Regions from separate parts of the Sus scrofa genome. Here regions 1 and 2 are each linked to region 3. Evidence: chromatin contacts called from public Hi-C data. All regions are on one chromosome and are shown on one strand. Each heading gives the region's core, a stretch centred on a gene start, on an enhancer-like site or on the middle of the called end of the contact. The rest is flanking DNA. Distances are from core to core; before and after follow the strand shown. Region 1 holds the start of PTPRM (receptor-type tyrosine-protein phosphatase mu). Region 2 overlaps PTPRM (receptor-type tyrosine-protein phosphatase mu). Region 3 overlaps PTPRM (receptor-type tyrosine-protein phosphatase mu).

Evidence for each region. A called contact is a pair of places that touch in the nucleus more often than the background predicts.
Region 1: a contact with region 3 is called in a Hi-C map of subcutaneous adipose tissue, with 1.8 times the contacts expected there. The contact joins the promoter of PTPRM here to the enhancer-like site in region 3. A contact is called at or near these places in 8 of 47 Hi-C or Micro-C datasets (embryonic fibroblasts, fetal heart ventricle, fetal skeletal muscle and 5 more) and 1 of 2 datasets of contacts at active chromatin or transcription factors (skeletal muscle).
Region 2: a contact with region 3 is called in a Hi-C map of heart right ventricle, with 3 times the contacts expected there. The contact joins two enhancer-like sites. A contact is called at or near these places in 5 of 47 Hi-C or Micro-C datasets (embryonic fibroblasts, epiblast stem cells, fetal heart ventricle and 2 more).

The regions. Positions count from the first base shown.
Region 1 is chr6:100,091,509-100,095,438 of Sscrofa11.1, reverse strand. PTPRM (receptor-type tyrosine-protein phosphatase mu) reads left to right here and starts at 2,473. Exons shown (of 36, transcript XM_021097712.1): 1 at 2,473-3,043. The coding sequence starts at 2,971. It overlaps LOC106510670, which reads right to left and starts at 2,972. Exons shown (of 4, transcript XM_021097607.1): 1 at 2,714-2,972; 2 at 2,472-2,642; 3 at 1,707-2,406; 4 at 1-98. The coding sequence starts at 2,972. The coding sequence ends at 1,712.
Region 2 is chr6:99,898,197-99,901,876 of Sscrofa11.1, reverse strand. The region is part of intron 2 of PTPRM (receptor-type tyrosine-protein phosphatase mu); the gene reads left to right. Among named protein-coding and RNA genes, the nearest start is that of PTPRM, 190 kb to the left of the region's middle. Within about 2 kb of position 1,831, at least 15 of the 83 cell types and tissues checked have an H3K27ac peak or open chromatin away from gene starts, as enhancers often do.
Region 3 is chr6:99,372,766-99,376,587 of Sscrofa11.1, reverse strand. It overlaps PTPRM (receptor-type tyrosine-protein phosphatase mu), which reads left to right. Exons shown (of 36, transcript XM_021097712.1): 30 at 185-334; 31 at 981-1,154; 32 at 2,171-2,302. Among named protein-coding and RNA genes, the nearest start is that of RAB12, 130 kb to the right of the region's middle. Within about 2 kb of position 2,352, at least 3 of the 83 cell types and tissues checked have an H3K27ac peak or open chromatin away from gene starts, as enhancers often do.

The DNA of each region.
Region 1 (3,930 bases), core at 1,224-3,723, 720 kb before region 3:
GGAGGATTTCTACAGCATCCTTTTCTTAGAAGAAGTCCAGTCCTTTTATTTTGAATAGAGGCCTTCCATTTGGGCTCAAGGCTGCTTTGGCCAGTTACCTGTAAGAGAGAGTAAATAAACAGTAGCTGTCAGAACTGCAAGGGAAGGAGCTGCTGGCAAAAACCCATCACTGTTTGCAATGTGGATTGCAGACTAATAAGGGTAGAGTCAGCTTAAGGCTGCAATGTTTAGAGAACAGAGATAATGGAAATTCATTGGCCCTCCTGCTGAGCTGTAAGTAACTGGAGGAAGGGACATGGTGTCCTGAGGTTACCAGGGTAGCAGGAGTGGGCGGGTGTCTGAGCCGGGGCTCTCTCCCCATTGGCCTGCAGGGACATCCATCTGTGCAGCTGCCTCCCGCACCCCCATCAGCCACCTTACCACATCCTTGCCAGGGTGGCCCAGCTCTAAGGCTGTTCCACACTTTCTTCAAGGGGTCCCTAGAGGAGTGAGTCCCAGGTGTCCACATGCAACTTGAGCATTCATACACCTTATGTTGACCCCCCCCACCCCCACTTTCCTATTCCTCTTCCACTGCTTCCTGGGATTACTTTCCCAATAAAACCTAAACCTACTTACACTTCAATCCTCCCCTTCAGGCTTGTTCCTGGGGGAGGCCAGTATAAGAAAATCTTCAGCCCAGAGCCTAGTGCCTGGCATATACATGGCCATCATAGGTACTTGCTGAAAAATTCACGTACTTTGCAAGTGAAATCCTATGCTATCTTGAACTTCTTCGCCCAACTTAAAAAACTTAGAAGAAAAAATGGCTAGATTGACTTTTCTCTCTTTATCTGAATCCCCTAGGGCCTCCTAACAGAAAAGCTCCATTGGAAAGCACATTACCACGCAAAACGATGCAGGACCTCAGCACAAGGCAAGTTCATGCTGCAGACCCTCATTGCCTGTCTTTGAAGGTATGGGAGTGCCCTGCCTCTCCCTTCTTCAAATGTTCATTTTGCAATAAGGCTCAACAGGTACATATTTGAGAGAAGCAGCAGGACGGTGTAAGGTCCTAGTACTAAGAAGTAAACTATTAATATAGAACCTTTTAAAGAGCACTTCTGAAAAGGATCTAAGAAGTGGAATTCCAGCAGAAAGAGGAGCTGTTGGTTGGAGCACCAAAAGCAAAAATCCTCCAGTCCCGCAGTTTTCCCCCGGGGAGGTGACAGCTATGACCTATCCTTAGTTACAGCTTGTTGGTTCTAGGGTCAACTGGAGACAGGGTCTAGGTGAGCGTGGGATCAGTATACTTTCTGGGTCTTTGTAAGCTCCAGGTGAGAGCAGCACAGAAGGGCCCCGGACACACCTGCGTCCCCCCTCTGGCTGGTACACCCGTCCTACTCACGGGTCCTTACTCGGCTTCTAATTTAACCTCTTCCCAGGCCTTCCATTGCGTTCAGTCAGCTAGGCCTAGCGTCTACAGCTGCTCAGAGCTGGCTCGACGTGCGTATTCCCCGGGAGATAGAAAGATCACTCCACCCCTTTTTATTTGTTTATTTGCAATTTCACAAAGAGAACCTTTTTACCGAAGCATTGGAAGACTGTTTTAGTCACTTAATGAAGTAGGCATTCCAGACCCAAACGGTAAATTACACACTTCAAGATATTTGATTCATTACCCACCCCTCCTCCTCTCGCATTTCCCAACACTTAGTACCAGATACACAAATCACAGGTTACGTAGGTCCAAACTCTCGTTCCGCTGTGACCGCCACCTTCCGTGTATCGCCCGCGGCTCGCTGGGGCCCAACCGGGACGGCGGGGGCGCAATGAAGCCGCAGAGCGCTTCCTGCTCCGCCGGGTGCAGGGCTCCTGGGGCAGGAGCGCGAGTGGTCCAGTCGGGAGGCTGGCGCGCTGCTGGGTCTCGGTGCCCGAGGCCGCCGCTCCCTCCTCTGGCGTCCGCCAACTTCTCTGCACCCGCCGCGCGGAGAAGCTCGCAGCCCCTCGCAGCCTCCCGATCTACCGGCTCGCCCTGCCCAAAGCCGCGGGGGAGAGCGGCTTTGCGACTGCCGGCCCCGCTGCGGACACTGCCATCCGGCGCCGGGATTGGAGCCGCCTCGTCCGCCCGCGGGGCCGCAAGGCCGCCGTCCCGCCAGCCTCGTTCGCCAACTCCTGGCGGCCTGTGACCCGGGACAAACTTCTGGCCGCCGCGCGGCCCCTGCGCGGTCACCCTCCCGGAAGCCGGCCTCGAAACCCAAGCCGCGGCGGGGCGGGACGCGAGCGGGAGGGAGCACGAGGCACCTCCCGGCAGCCGCTCTCCGCGCGGTGACACCGCCCCCGCGGCCGCCCCCCGCCCGGCTCCCCCCGAGGCGCCGCTGCCTCTCAGCGCCGGGCGCGGACCCGTAGGGCCGGCGGGGCCGGGCGCTCACGCCCTCTAGCGGGCCGCGGCAGCGCGGGCGGCCGTGACGTGGGCGCTCCCTTCAGCCGGCCTGCGGGGCACTGCCAGTCAGTCGGGGAGCAGGAGCCCCGCGCGCAGCCGGCGCGGGCTCGGCCATTGGCGCGCCGCCGCCCGGGGGCTGGCTCGGCTGCTGGCTGAGAGGCGGCGGGCGGGACAAGCGCGGCCGCGGCCCCGGCCACCGCGGCGCCGGCGGCTCGGGTCCCTACCCGGGGAAGGAGAGCGGCGGCGGGTGCAGCAGCCGGCACGGAGGGCGGATTTTGGCTCCGCGGGCGCGCCCTCCGCTCCCTCTTGCAGCCGCTCCAGCTCCGAGCGGGGCTGGCGACTGGGTGGGAGGATCCAGGACCTCGGCCCCGGCCCCGGGAGCCCCCGGAGTTGAGACTTCTGCAAGTGTTGGCACTTTGCGGGTCTGGCTCTGGTTTTGGGTGTTCACCCTGCTCTCCTCGCCGCCTTGGAAGGAAAGCTCCCGGCCGCCCTCGGACCTCGCGCCCACCCAGCGCCGCCGGGGAGCGGCCCGGCGTGCGCTCAGCACCATGAGCAGACTTGGGACTTGGCTGGTGACTTTGTACGGACTTTTGCTAACTGCGGCGGGGGATACGTTTTCAGGTAAGAGGGGCCGCACTCGCTGTGGCCTGGGGCGTGCGGGCCGGAAGGGGCCCGGGACGCATGCAGCTCCCGGGTGGGAGAGCACTAGCGGCGGACCGCGGGTCCAGACTGGGGAGCGGCGGCTCCGGCACTGCGTGTGCCAGTTCCCTGCCCCGGCGCGAGACCAGCGGGGAGGGAGGGCACCTCGCGCTCGGGCGGACAGAGCGGACGAGCCCGGGGCGCTGACTCCGGAGCCCGGCCCCAGGTCGGCCCCCGCCCCTTGGCGGCCTGGGTGCGTGTCGGCGCCACTCGGAGCCCTCCGCCGGCTCTGAGAGCAACAGCAGAAAACTTTGCCTGAAGTTGGGAGCTGCAGCCGCCGGCCGCCTGGCGTGGTCGCTGCGCGGTCCTTCCCACCCGGAGCGGCGGCCAGCCGGATCTCCGTGCCTGCTGCGCCCGCGCGATTGCTTCGGAGAGACTCTGGCGGCGGCGGTGGCGATCGCCGGTTTTCTTTGCCGTCCAGCCGCCGCCCGGCCAGAAGCTTGCCATGACCCCGGCTCGCCGCGGTGGTCGCGCCGCAGATCGAGAGAACCAAGGCAGTGTCCTCATCGGTCCCGGAGGGAGGACCTGTGGTCCGGACGGAGTGGCTGGTTGCCCGGGCCCCGGGCCGCTGCGGTTGTGTGCGGGTCAGGCTCCCTTCGGCCCCGGGGAGCTCCCGAACGGGGGCAGTGGTCAGCCAGCCCCGCCACCCGCCGCCTCGGGCTGGCAGGAAAGTGGCCGGCGGCGAGGTGCCTGCTGCGCCCGGGCGATCGGAGCCTGCAGAGCTCCTGGGACTAGGACGCGTGATCGGGAGTCGCGGGTCAGGCCAGGCTCGAGCCCTGCACGGCGTTACCGGGAGCACACACGCGGAT
Region 2 (3,680 bases), core at 582-3,081, 530 kb before region 3:
GGCAGTGAAAAAAACTGGACTGGACTTGCCAGCAGTTTCTAAGTTACAACATTTAGAAAAAATATTATATTTTTGCTTGCTTGTTTCTATTTTTAAAATTTTTAATTGACGTATAGTTGATTTACAATATTGTGTTAGTTTCAGGTGGACAGCACAGTGATTCATATACATAGAGTATATATATATATGCATTGTATTATATATAATATATATTATAATTATATATAATTATGTATTTTATATATTATAAATATTATAATAATAAATATATATAATTATTCAGATTTTCTTCCCTTATAGGTTATTACAAACTATTGAGTATAGTTCCCTGTGCTGTACATTATTAGGTCCTTGTTGGTTATCTGCTTTATATCTAGTAATGCGTTTATGTTCATCGCAATCTAGAAAAATAACTTCAGGTGATAACCACAAAACCCCATTTGAGATCAGTGGTCTGTGGGGAGGTATTAGTTACACAGCCGGGGCCCCTGGGCAGCCTCGTTTTAACTCGAATGTCAACAGTGGGCTCCCCTCGGAGGTGAAAACACCTCCCATACCCTTTACCCTTTTTAAGAGTATGGTTCTGTGGCATTAAGTACGTTCACATTGCTGTGCAACCATCTCCTCCATCGTCTCCAGAATCTTTTTATCTTCCCAAACCGGTACTCTGCACCCATGGAACACGAATTCCCCACTCCTCCTCCCCCAGCCCCAGGCCGCCACCACCCTACTTCCTATCTCTGAATTTGAGGATCCACTCTGGGTACCTCATGTAGGTGGTGTCATTCCGTATCGGTGCCTTGCATCTGGTTGATTTCACTTGGCATAATGTTTTCAAAGACCCATTTTTTTTTTTAATAATGATTTTTATTTTTCCCATTATGGCTGGTTTGCAGTGTTCTGTGCATTTTCTCCTGTACAGCAAGGTGACCCAGTCACACATACATGTATACATTTTTTTTCTCACATTATCATGCTCCATCATTAGTGACCAGTGCTGTATAGCAGGATCTCATTGCTTGTCCATTCCAAAGGCAAGAGTTTGCATCTATGAACCCAAAATTCCCAGCCCCTCCCACTCCCTCCCCCTTCCCCTCCCCCTTGGCAACCACAAGTCTGTTCTCCATTAAAGACCCAGTTTTTTGTTTTTTGGTTTTGTTTTTGTCTTTTTGTCTTTTTGCCATTTCTAGGGCCGCTCCCGAGGCATATGGAGGTTCCCAGGCTAAGGGTCGAATCGGAGCTTTAGGCACTGGCCTACACCACAGCCACAGCAATGCAGGATCCGAGCTGCGTCTGTGACCTACACCACAGCTCATGGCAATGCCAGATCCTTAACCTACTGAGCAAGGCCAGGGAATCGAACCTGAAACCTCATGGTTCCTAGTCGGATTCGTTAACCACTGAGCCACGACAGGAACTCCAAAGACCCAATTTTGATATGCACAAATGCGCAGGGTCAGGGGAGTCATTCCCTTTTTACAAAGCATCTTGCTTTTTAATAGTTAAGTGTTTCGAGGGGGCCAGTGTATTGTGCATGACCATGTGTTTCAGTAGTTTATGACATTGAATGTAGATATTCTCCTCTAGATTGGTCCTACATTCCTGTCTTGGCTGATTGGAAACTGTGGCAAAAAGGAAGAACAGTAGCTAGCTATTTTTTAAATATTTGCTAAAAAGTATACCAGCGAGCCCGTATTTATAAATATGTGTTTTTAAAATAGGTTTGTTTCTTGCTTAATTTCCTGTGAAATAGTACAAGATATCCTCAGCGTTCTGAGAAGCCAAGTAATGGAGTAAACAGGCAGGCCAGTCATGACAGATGCTGTAAATCTTCGAGCAGAGCCAGGGGGTGAGATGTGTGAGGGTCAGAGTCCAGGGCCATGGGGCCACAGGGCCATTGTGATCGCCAGGCCGAGAAATTCCAAGCCAGGGGCTGGCCCGCTCCCATGTGTTGCGTGTTCTGCGTGCAGGCGGCCTGGAGCTGCGCCCGGCCACATTGTTGCAGTGAGGAAAGTCAGGAGGCGAGGGGACAGTGGATTTTGATGTGACACTTGGGGAGAGTTTTGCAGTCTTTTGAGCTACAATGGGCTACAAAGGGACCATGGGCGAGGGTGGGCTGATGACCAGAGGGCCTGAGGCCAGGGGAAGACTTGTCATTTGGGTCCAGCAGACCACAGCCTCTCTCTCTTTTTTGAATTAATTTTTTATTTTAATTTTTTGCTTTTTAAGGCCACACCCACAGCATGTGGAGGTTCCCAGACTAGGGGTCAAATTGGAGCTATAGCTGCTGGCCTACACCACAGCCACAGCAATGTGGGATCATAGCCATGTCTTGTCTGTGACCTACCCCACAGCTCACAGCAACACCAGATCCTTAACCCACTGAGCAAGGCCAGGGATTGAACCCGCATCCTCATGGATACTAGGCAGGTTCATAACCTGCTGAGCCACGGCAGGAGCTCCCCACAGCTCTCTTGATGGAGGGCAGGGCCTTTGGGTCAGGGACAAGTTTTAGGTGGGCCACTGATGTGTTAGCAGCTGGGCCCCCAGAAGGCTAACGGTGGCGTGAAGCCATCTTCACACAGATGCAGGTGTAGGGAAGGCCTTGGCCATTCGTGTGGTCCCAGGGCTCAGTAACACCCCTCCCCCAGGCTCCAGTCTGCATCAGGCCAGACCATCACAGGGGCAGGCTCCCCATTCAGTGCCTTGGAGCCTTTCTGTACTCCAAGAAATGCAAGAGATGAGCACATTTAAAGAAGAACTAGTTAAGCCTGGATTAGTCTTTGTGCCATGGGGCCCCAAGGAAATGGAAGACTTCCCTCCGTGGCCCCGGCTGTCTGATGTTCTGTGTGCACTCTGGGCACTGGGCTGTAGTGATGATGGGCGTCCAGGCTTCCAGGAGACTAGAGGTGGGGGGGCCAGTGCCTGGGGGTGGGGGCAGGCTGCTCCCCAGGCAGAAGTTGGGAGTGAGGGCAAGTGGAAGACCTCCAGGAGGAGGTGGCACCTGAGAGGGTTGGAGAGCCTGAGGTGTGAGGTCAGAGCAGGTGGGCCAGGCTGGTGGGAGGAATGCCCTGTCCTGAGGCCAGGGTCTGAGGTGGGGGCGAGGCTGGAGGAGAGACTCCCAGAGGCCCTCCTGAGCTGGGGAGGGATACACAGCAAGGAGGTGGATTTCTGATCAAAGGAGCAAGAGAGAAATTGAGTCTGTTTGCATAGAGGAAAATTAAGAATTTCTTTTTCTTTCTTCTTCTTCTTCTTCTTTTTTTTTTTTTTTTTTTGGCTTTTTAGGGCCTCACCCATGGCACATGGAAGCTCCCAGGCTAGGGGTTGAATCAGAGTTACAACCGCCGGCCTACATCACAGCCACAGCAGTGTGGGATCTGAGCCACATCTGCGAGCTTCACCACAGCTCACGGTAACACCAGATCCTTAACCCACTGAGCGAGGCCAGGGACCGAATCCACATATTCGTGGATACTAGTGGGGTTCGTTACCACTGCACCATGATGGGAATAAAGAATTTCTCATCGGGTATCAGGAAAAGATGTAAGGACATTTGGTTAGTAACTAAGTATCACAAAGCGTAGGAATATTCACTGGTTCTGGAATTCCTGTTATAAGTGTGTGTGTGAGTGAGAGAGAGAGAGAGAAAGAGAGAGAGTACAAATGTGGTGAGATATTAA
Region 3 (3,822 bases), core at 1,103-3,602:
GAAGAATCCCCTCCCAGCAGTTAGTCCCCGCCCCCACTTTCTCTCTGGAGGGAAGTTATTGTCTGTGATGGCCGGACTACTGCTGCATTATTATCTTGACAGTGTGGGGCTGCCTTCCCTCCTTCTCTAGTCCTTTCCAGTTATTTGGTTTCTCCACTGCTAACCAGTCCCATCTTCCCCCCAGGAGCAGTATGTGTTCATCCACGATGCCATCCTAGAAGCCTGCCTTTGTGGGGACACCTCGATCCCTGCTTCCCAAGTCAGATCTCTCTATTACGACATGAACAAGCTGGACCCCCAGACAAACTCCAGCCAGATTAAAGAGGAGTTCCGGGTAAGTCATGCTACAGGGAGAGGCGATCAGCTCAGACCCTGCTCCTTGAGTATTTCGAGTCAGATCCCCAACCCTTGAGCCTCACAGCATCTCTCAGCCTTGGCACATTGACATTTGGGTTCTGTCCCTCTCTGCCATGGGGCTCTCCTGTGGGAGGTCTAGCCACATCCCTGGCCCTTACCCAATGGGGGGCAGGCAGCCTCCACACCAGCTGTGACACATGTGCAGACATTGTGTCCCTGGGGGCAGAGCTACCTGGTTGAGAACCACTGGCCAGCAGAGCCAGGCCCCCCTTGGCAAGCAGTGTAATGGGGGCGAAGCCAAACCAAGCAAGGTGCATTCAAGGTACTCGCTGGGCAAGAATTCTTCCTGCCGTGTCTCATGTTCACGTTCAGTCTAAATGTCTGACTCTAGGCCAACCTCCACCCAGGCACTTACTCCCCAGCATCCCAATGTCCAGTCCTAGTCAGACCCAATGGCACCCCCACAGTGGCCCTTAGGTCTGACGGACAGTGTCTGTGGACAAAATCCCAGGAGAGGTCAGAGAGTCCAAGTGAGGGCCCATCCACTGCAGGAAACATGGGCCTCCTGGGGTCTGGACACGAGACAAGGTTCTCTTTCCAAGTGTGTGTCCTCCGTCCCCTAGACCCTGAACATGGTGACGCCAACCCTGCGTGTGGAGGACTGCAGCATTGCGCTCCTGCCCCGGAACCACGAGAAGAACCGCTGCATGGACATCCTGCCCCCCGACCGCTGCCTGCCCTTCCTCATCACCATCGATGGCGAGAGCAGCAACTACATCAACGCCGCTCTCATGGATGTGAGATGAGGGATGGGGTGGGGGGATGGGAGGATATCCCTACAGGGGCCTGCACCTGCCTCCTCTCTTGGGACTTCTCTGCCCTGTTTTTGTTGTTGTTGTTGTTGTTGTTGTTTTAAAGACATAAACTGTATGTTCAACAACATGCATTTCTGATTCCGAATCTGTTTTTGGGTCGGGCTCATAGTCTTGGTCTCCCTGAGACCCTGAGTCCAGGAAGAGTGATAAATGAGGCAGGTCCCAGGTGCTCTCCGAGCACGGAAATTTTTAACCTGCTGGCCGGAGAGCAAGAGACAGCTATTAAGTCAGGAAGGCAGTGAAGTGGGATAATATGGTTTGCAGCATTATTTGAGTTCCCATTTCTCCTAATTTAGGCAGTAATTAACATGGGGGGAAAATCGCCCATCGGCACAGAGAGAACACAACTCATTACTCCCTGTCAGTCTCTTTGCTTCTGACTGAATGAACATTTGCTAGTCAATTGATGGGGAAAGTGAATGGGTCTTTTCAGTGCTAATATGGAAATTTGAATTCTATTAGTGTGATATCAGTGAAAAGGTATTTAAACTTGTTTGAAGCTCTGCAGAGCTGTAAAAAGCATGGGTGTCCTTTTATGGCAGGAAGAAATAACAGCATCTCACAAGTAAACAACAAGCAAACAGATTTTAGGAAAAAACAGAACTATTTATGCATATTTTTAAAGTTAAATTTTCTCCATTAAAATAGTTATGTATAGGGCCAATATTGCCTTTCTGCCAAAAACACACAACAACAAAAAAAATTATAAGGGATACTTATTGTTTTCTTGGTATCAAAGTAGGAGAATTTTATCACTGTTATTCTGTAGATGAGTCTATATTTAGTCTGTTTTGGCATCGACAATGGTGATAGAATTCAACAATTGTTAAATATGTTCACTGTTTTATGTCACAAGCTCCCATGTGTACAAAATAAGTTAGCTTCCTCCTGTCACATTTTCCCGAGTATATTTGGATCTCTCTTGTTTGTGTTTGCAGAGCTATAAACAGCCCTCGGCTTTCATAGTCAGCCAGCATCCTTTGCCAAACACAGTGAAAGACTTCTGGAGACTGGTCCTGGATTATCACTGCACTTCTGTGGTTATGCTAAATGACGTGGATCCCGCCCAGGTGAGACTCGGGAGTCACAGCCATCAGAGCCCGTGCCCAGGGTCAAGTCTGTGTTTGCTTTGTTGGCACATTGAGAAGTGCTATCCCCTGGTAGAAGGTCACCAGCGCCAGGCAAGGACTGAACCAGAGATGCTGAAAAATCCAGATGGAGTTAAGAGATGGGGCAGAAGATAGTCTGAGACCAAAAAGGCAGCCTGAAGTGATAGATGGTGGGAGTGACAGGGCAAGACGGAGTCAGAAGATAGGCTGTTCCTGAAGGTTGGTAATCCTGACTCAGGGGCAATAGGAGGTGCGGAGAGAGTCAGAGTGAACAGGGGCCCAAGCTTCTCAGAGCCGAGAGTAGAGCAAGCCAACCAGGGACCCTGAGGAAAGGCCGCCAGCCTCCAACAACCTGGGGTCCCTCCGAGAGCCTCTGCACACTCCTGGCCCAGCCCACCTGGAGTCCACAGGCGGCAGTGGCCATGGTGGGATGACAGGGGAGACCAACAGGTGTATCTAAGGGACAGCAATTACTTTAATCAACTCTTTGGTAAAGATATGAAAAGGAAATAAAAGTGTAATTTGAAGATATGAAAAGCTCAGAGGGAATTCCCATTGTGGCTCCACGGGTTAAGGATCCGACTAGTATCCATGAGGATGCACATTCAATCCCTGATCTCGATAAGTGGGTTAAGGATCCGGCATTGCTGTGAGCTGTGGTCTAGGTCGCAGTTGTGACTCAGATCTGGTGTTGCTGTGGCTGTGGCGTAGGCTGGCAGCTGCAGCTCCAATTTGAGCCCTAGTCTGGGAATGTCCATATGCTACAGGTGCAGCCCTAAAAAGACAAAAAAAAAGAAAAGCTCAGAATTATAAATGGGGCTGTTGCATAGCTCCTCTTAAACATAGAAAGAGAAAATTGGGCAGTGGTGACTCAATCTTAGTAATGGGGTTAGAAGCGTTTCTTAAAGGGATTTGTCAGGCCAGCGTTGGCACCCAGGTCCTGGGAGCTGGATTCATTGCTTGAGGGCAGGGCTGTTCCAGTTCTGGCCTGACCAGCCGTGATAGAGGGCCTCTGGGAAGTTTGAACTTGACATGTTGTAGGAGTAAACTTGTTCTGGAACTGAGTTAATTTTCTGTCTCATTGACACAATTTTTTTCTTTGAAAGAAATTCTTTAGCCAAAAAAAAAAAAAAGAAAGAAAAGAAAGTCTGAAGTATTGCAGCACCCAAACTGGTCAAGATTTTTCCTTCCTAAAATCCATTTTCTTGTCATCAGTTTGCCCTAAATCCCACAGACGTTCAATTCTCTAATGTTTTTAATTATGTTTGAGGCACTGCATTATATTGTTACGGCTCCAGCCTGAAAGCCAGTTAATGAAATAATAATGATAATCCTGCCTTCATCTAGTCCTTATTATTTAAGAAGCTTAAATATTTTAGCGGTCTTCCCCGTTGATCCTTTTCCGAGGACAGATTGCAACCATTTATAAAGACAAGCAGACAGCACCGCTCAGGGAACACACCTAGAAATAGGATGGAGGA